Linked DNA regions of Pan troglodytes: region 2 is linked to region 1. A link is a contact called in public HiChIP or PLAC-seq data. All regions are on one chromosome and are shown on one strand. Each heading gives the region's core, a stretch centred on a gene start, on an enhancer-like site or on the middle of the called end of the contact. The rest is flanking DNA. Distances are from core to core; before and after follow the strand shown.

The links. HiChIP or PLAC-seq counts read pairs in DNA pulled down with a chosen protein or histone mark.
Region 2: a contact with region 1 is called in an H3K4me3 HiChIP or PLAC-seq map of stem cell-derived excitatory neurons, with 2.8 times the contacts expected there. The contact joins the promoter of TMEM179B here to the promoter of GNG3 in region 1.

The regions. Positions count from the first base shown.
Region 1 is chr9:65,019,807-65,022,940 of NHGRI_mPanTro3-v2.0_pri, reverse strand. GNG3 (G protein subunit gamma 3) reads right to left here and starts at 1,414. Exons shown (of 2, transcript XM_001156854.7): 1 at 1,316-1,414; 2 at 508-1,033. The coding sequence starts at 1,414. The coding sequence ends at 905. BSCL2 (BSCL2 lipid droplet biogenesis associated, seipin) reads left to right here. Exons shown (of 12, transcript XM_016921078.4): 1 at 1-562; 2 at 2,394-2,609. The coding sequence starts at 2,523.
Region 2 is chr9:65,098,086-65,101,219 of NHGRI_mPanTro3-v2.0_pri, reverse strand. It overlaps TMEM179B (transmembrane protein 179B), which reads right to left and starts at 1,711. Exons shown (of 5, transcript XM_001158217.8): 1 at 1,536-1,711; 2 at 1-30. The coding sequence starts at 1,631. It overlaps TAF6L (TATA-box binding protein associated factor 6 like), which reads right to left. Exons shown (of 10, transcript XM_054662360.2): 9 at 2,675-2,803; 10 at 1,722-2,546. The coding sequence ends at 1,767.

The DNA of each region.
Region 1 (3,134 bases), core at 165-2,664:
AAGGGACCATATTGAGAACGCCGGTTGCCTGGGGGCCGCCATTTTAAGAGAAGCCCTGTACGGTAAACTCCGTGATGTGGGGGCTGCCATGTTGGTACGGCCATCTTGGAATGGGAGCGGCTGTGGGCGCAGCCATCTTAGGTATAAAATCGGCTCCAGTCGCGGTAACTGAAGCCAAGCTCCGCCCCTACCCTCCTAAGAGTTCCTCTGCTGTACGACTGCACTCCCGCACCCTCCCCTAAATCCCCCCTCTTCGGCCTGTTTACCTTTTAACTTGGCTTCGTTGCACGTTTGTGTGTGTGTGTTTGCTCTTCGCAGCCTCTTGAGCGTCTTTTGTACTTAATTCTTACACTGTGGACGCTCTCTCGCGCCCGCCATCCCCCGACCCCTCTGATCTCCGATCCTTGACGATGTCTAGCCTGCATTGATTGGCCCTGTTCCCTGGGTATGGCAGATCTGTTGCTTGATGATCCTCTCCCCCCAAGAATTCTAACACAGGAGCTGTCCTGAGGCTCTGGATGACTTTATTCTTCAAATGGTTTTACCCTCCCAGTAGCTCCAGGTGAGACTGAGAGCAAGAACCTGGCCCATCCCTCTCCATTGTCTGAGCAGGTCACCGAGGGAAGCGGGCAGGACGCGCTGGCAGAGTCTGACGGGGCCCTGCTGTGGGTGGAGCAAAGGGTGCCTCATATCTCTGGGGTGCTTGGGGTCGGCCACAAAGGTGGTAGGAAATGGGGTCGACAGATAGGTGAGGGTGGGCCTTGTGCTTCAGATAACCTCACATGGTCAGGCAAGGGTTAGGGGGATGGGATGCAAGGAGCCTAAGGGGCTCACAACAATTACTGACCTAAGGAAGGGCCCAGGAGAGGGAAAAGGGAGGAGTTGTGAGAAGGGACAGGGGAGCTCAGAGGAGAGCACAGAAGAACTTCTTCTCCCGGAAGGGGTTCTCCGAAGTGGGCACAGGGGTGATGAGGGGATCCTCACAGGCGTGGGCATCACAGTAAGTCATCAGGTCTGCTGCTGCCTTGGACACCTGGGACACAGCCAGGAAGGGTATTGTTAGCCAGGACCTCTGAAGGGGACTGCAGCCTCCCTCCCCAAATGGGTTCTCTTTTGCCATCTCCAGGGCTCCTTACGACTGTCTTCTCCCTCATCCCCCCCAGAGGCCTGGGGACAGCTCTCTCTACAGAGCCCCAGACTCCTCCCCTGACCTCAGGAAGTGAAGGAAAGAACGCATCTCTTATCTTGAGCTTTGGGAACCTGCAGCACAGCACAGCCTGGCCAACTAATGGGAGCCAGCCAGGGTCCCACCTACCTTTATCCGACACAAGCTGGCTTCAATCTTAAGCTGTTCCACCATCTTGCGTGCTTGCCCAATACTCATAGTGCTGTTCACCGGGGTCTCACCTTTCATCCTGGAAAAAAGAGGGACCTCTCAGAGCACAGTCTCAGCTGGAGGCCCCCCTCCATGCTCACTCCACACCAATTTACAAGGCTGTGGTCATACCCCAATATTTTGTTCCCCTCCTATCCTCCTCCTCCTCCTCCAGTGGACTGTCTCATCCCTGTATTCCTCATGGAAAAAAATAGGGTGGGATGAGGTGCTCCCCAAACTCCCTCATGGCCTGGGCCACAGATCATTAAACCTTACACAAATGATTTAAGGCTTTTCAGCCCTTCAAACCATGTGTGTTCCCAGCTCTGAAGACCTCAACCAACCCTGATGAGGAGGGCACATCACCCCTGTCTGCTCCAGTGAGCCCCAACAGGAGAAAAACAGGCCATTACTTACCTGAAGCCACAAGCGGCAGTAGCAGCCCTGGGTGTAGGGTCAGTGGAGGGTACCAAAACCTTCTGCCTGAAATGGGTGCCCCACCCAGTAGGGAGTTGCAGCTGAAAGTATCTGATGCAGAAGCAGTGACTATAGGAAAGGAGGCCCCTGGGGAGGGCCAGGCCAGAGGTCTGTCGAGGGCTGGTCTCGGTTTCTGCAGCTCAAGCACTGTCTGGATGGCTGGTACCTGAAGGATGAAGGATGCTAGAAGGAGCTGCTCAGATCCTGGAGCATACCAACTGCCTGGCCAGTGGGGGAGCCTAGCTGCCTACATCCCTGCGCACACCCCCACTGTCGCTGGTTCACTGCCTGCCCCTCCCCCATTGCAGGCATCCTGACTCTGGGCTAGAGACCTCCCCAACAGAGCTGAGGCCAAGGCCGACTCCCCCTCTCAAATGGCGTGGTCTGGGCCTATGACGGCCCCTGCAGTGGAGTCTGTACTGGCTGCGGGGGACCCTGCTCATTTGAAAATCTGACATCAGCTGGGCAGTCGCCCCCCTCCTCCTTTCCTCCCTCTACCCTGACACAGCACTTAGCATCTGAATCTTCGTTTCTCTCCCAGGGACCCTCCATTTTCCATATCCAGGAAAATGTGATGCGCCACAGGTATCAGCGTCTGGATCGCCACTTCACGTTTTAGCCACAAGTGACTCAGTGGAAGATCCAGAGTCAACAGAGGCTCGTCAGGAAGATGTCTACAGAAAAGGTAGACCAAAAGGAGGAAGCTGGGGAAAAAGAGGTGTGCGGAGACCAGATCAAAGGACCGGACAAAGAGGAGGTAGGGGCCCTTGTGGGGACAGTCAGCAGAAATATACTGGAAATAGGTGGGCTGGCGTGAAGGGGGCGGGGGGATGGATTGGTTTTAAGAATTTCATTCATTTTGAATAGATTACTTCCCACGCCCGCAGCAGTGTGCAAAGATGTACACAACACTGGCCTTGCCCTCTGAAGGACTTTATCTGGGGTGATTAGACGTCTACAAAATAGAAGACTGCCTAAAGCTAGTCTAGATAATGTGCTGTGGGGACTCTGAGGGAGAGTGTATCCAGTTAGGGTCAGAGGAGGTCCACAATGCTACCACGCTGGGAACAGGGCACTAATCTGCCTGCGCAACAACGCAAGAGGCCCAGGTTGCCGCAAACTGCAACATGCTCTAGGCGAATGCCCCCGCCTTAGATGCCTACAGGTCCTAGGAGCTGTGGGCGATAAAAATCAGCGCCAGCTGGATGACCGCCTCACTCGCCCGCTTCGCGGGTGAAATGGCCTGTGGTGAAGGTGTGCACGGAGGGCTGTGATTGCAGTC
Region 2 (3,134 bases), core at 462-2,961, 78 kb before region 1:
ATACAGGGGACATCTACCACTGAAGGAGCCCTGTGGAGAGAAGCTGCTGAGTCCTAGATTTCAGGTTAATGTCTCTAGATATAGTCTCTTGGTAGGGTGTTAGTGATAACCTAGGAATGGTCCTGCATTCCAGGAAGTTATTTGTGCACCGTCAATTCCTATTTCTGGGACAGGGATATTGATGGAGAGGGCCTGCTGGGGAATCACACCGGCAGTGGCCAGAAGGATCAGAAAATAGGCAATGAATATAGAATGCAATGAGCTTCAGAGAAGCCTCACAAGTTATGGTCTCTGTGCAGAAACCTTAGAGTAAACCCAGGCCTTGTATATCCTTCAACAAATAACTATCTGTGAGGTGCTTTTTTTTTTTTTTTTCTGGAGTGCAGTGGCGCTATCTCGGCTCACTGCACGCTCTGCCTCCTGGGTTCATGCCATTCTCCTGCCTCAGCCTCCTGAGTAGCTGGGACTACAGGCACCTGCCACCATGCCTGGCTAATTGTTTGTATTTTTAGTAGAGACAGGGTTTCACCGTGTTGGCCAGGATGGTCTTGATCTCCTGACCTCGTGATCCGCCTGCCACGGCCTCCCAAAGTGCTGGGATTACAGGCGTGAGCCACCAGGCCCGGCCAGTGTTTTTTTTTTTTTTTTTTTTTTTTTTTTTGCGATGGAGATTCGCTCGTCACCCAGGCTGGAGTGCAATGGCACGATCTCGGCTCACTGCAACCTCCGCCTCCCAGGTTCAAGCGATTCTCCTGCCTCAGCCTCCGAAGTAGCTGGGATTACAGGCATGAGCCACCACACCTGGCTAATTTTTGTATTTTTAGTAGAGACAGAGTTTTGCCATGTTGGCCAGGCTGGTCTCGAACTCCTGACCTCAAGTGATCCGCCTGCCTCAGCCTCCCAAAGTGCTGGGATTACAGGCGTGAGTCACCGCGCCCTGCGGATCTCTGAGGTTTTCTCATGGTGTAAAATAGGCACACTAGTGCCTACTTTATAGGCATTAAATGAACCCATGTTTATTAACCAGATTACCTGGCTGGGGTAAACGATGTAAATTATTGGCTTCTACCTTTACGTCAGCGTTTTCTCCATCTCTCATTTTGTCATTTAACACACTGTGCTACAATCATGTGGCAGCTTGATCATCTCCACTACACTATGCTTTATTTCTCGACAAAGCTCAGCACAAATGGCTTCTGATTTAACGGATGGACGCAGGTTCTGCACTGACTTCTGTTTCGGAACCACAGTAAGGCTGTGCAGCAGGAGCCACGAAACCCGACTCCACCTAGTGCTTTAAGACGCTACTGACCCGTCCCTTTGGCGAGGGGACAACTTCGAAGTATGACCTGGCCAGGAGGAGCCACAAAGCGCGATTAGCCTCGCTGCATTTCAGGTACAGGCCGGCGCCAGACGTGCCTCACCAAGTCCACCGGCTCCGAGCAGCAGCAAGCCCGGTCGGAAAGCGAAAGTGGCCTCGCCATGTCCAGACCGGCCAGCTCCCCCGCCTACCTGACCCCGCCCCGCAGCCGCACCTGGGTCCGAGTCATCGCCGCGGCCGCCACGGCCCCGCACAGGAAGGCGGCAGCAAAGAGCGCAAGCTCGACGCGCTGCAGCCAGGACAGCGCCATGGGGCCCTGACCACCAAGAAGCGCCGCCGCAGCAGCACCCCGCCCAAAGCCCACCTTATCCGGCGCGACCCACGAAGGTGGAGACGTCACTTCCGGGGGCAGGATTTATTTACAAGGAACGAAGCGGCCACTGACTCAGAGCGGCAAGTACAGCGAGTAGTCCGAGAGCGCCCACCGGCGGGCGGGGCGGCTGGTACGGCCGATCATGGGCAGTTTCTGCACGTAGCGGGAGGCCGGGCTAGGCCCGTACGGCGCGGGGAAGGCAGTCTGGAAAAGGCGCCCGCGGCAGCGCCTCCCAGCCTGCCGCCCGGCTATGATGAAACGAAAGTGCGGGGCGCCGCGCGGGGCGAAACGGCTCTTCTGGAAAACGTCGCGGGTGCCGGTCCCGGGGCCCTGCTGCCGGAGTGCCCCGCGCGCCCGATGCACGCGCGGCAAGGGCCTGCTCTCAGAGGCGGCGGGCCCAGAGGCCGACGCGGGGCCGCCTCCGCCGCTGCCCCGGGGGCTCTCGTCGCCGTGCGGGCTGACTATGGCGCTTGCCGTCAGCTGCGGCATCTTCCGCACCGAGTCCGGGGCTGCCGCCGGCTCCTTCTTGTCCCCGGGCGGCCGCGGAGCCGTGGGTGCAGGCTGGCCGGTGCCAAAGCGTGTGGCCAAGCTGTCACCGAAGAAGGCGTAGAGCTCCCGGTAGATGTCGGCCAGGGTCACCGAAAGAGAAGGGTCCTCCGGCCCCGCGCCCCCTGGCGGCAGCGGGAGGCCGGACCCAAAGCTGGGCTCTGCACCGCCCCCGGAGGACGACTCTTGAAAGAGAAGGCTGTCCCATGGCAGGTCGTCCAGGCGCCGGCACCCCCTGCCACCTGGGCCACCCCTGTTGGGCTCTGCTGCCTGGGCCTTCATCTTCAGCAGTCGCTCTACCGCCACCTGTAAGAGCCAAGGACTAAGATAGGCAAAAAATTCGAGGAACCTGGGCCCATCAAATATTCCAAAGTAAGCCTGCTTGGCTGCTAAGCTCATGCAGGGAAGGGAGGCTGGAAGGGGACGGTACTCACCAGAATGGCTCCATAGACTTTGTGCCCATCTGCTTTGACCTGAGCATTAGATACTGAATAATCATCCAGCACAGCCTGCAAGTTTGTCCAGTAGGTGGACAGGTGTGGGTACAGGACTCGTTCTACTGCCTGGAAGGAAGAGAAGGAATGCAGTTAGCATGTCTTTGATACTTATTCCCTCTCAAGGACCCTTTCCCATGAAAGACCTACCTTTATCTCTGATCCTAGACAGGGCTCAATCCTCCTAAATTCCCTGATTGGCATATTCAACCATATATTTATTTGGAACCTACTGTATACCTAAGCTAGGCATTGGGAATAAAGATAAGGTACAAAGGGAGACAATAAAAAATATACCCAATATCACTGCCCTGTGTGCTAAATAATGCTCATTACTGACAACTCCAAAATTTAGTTTGCATACTGCTACCCTATACAATCAGGCAAGTACTGGCTTCAC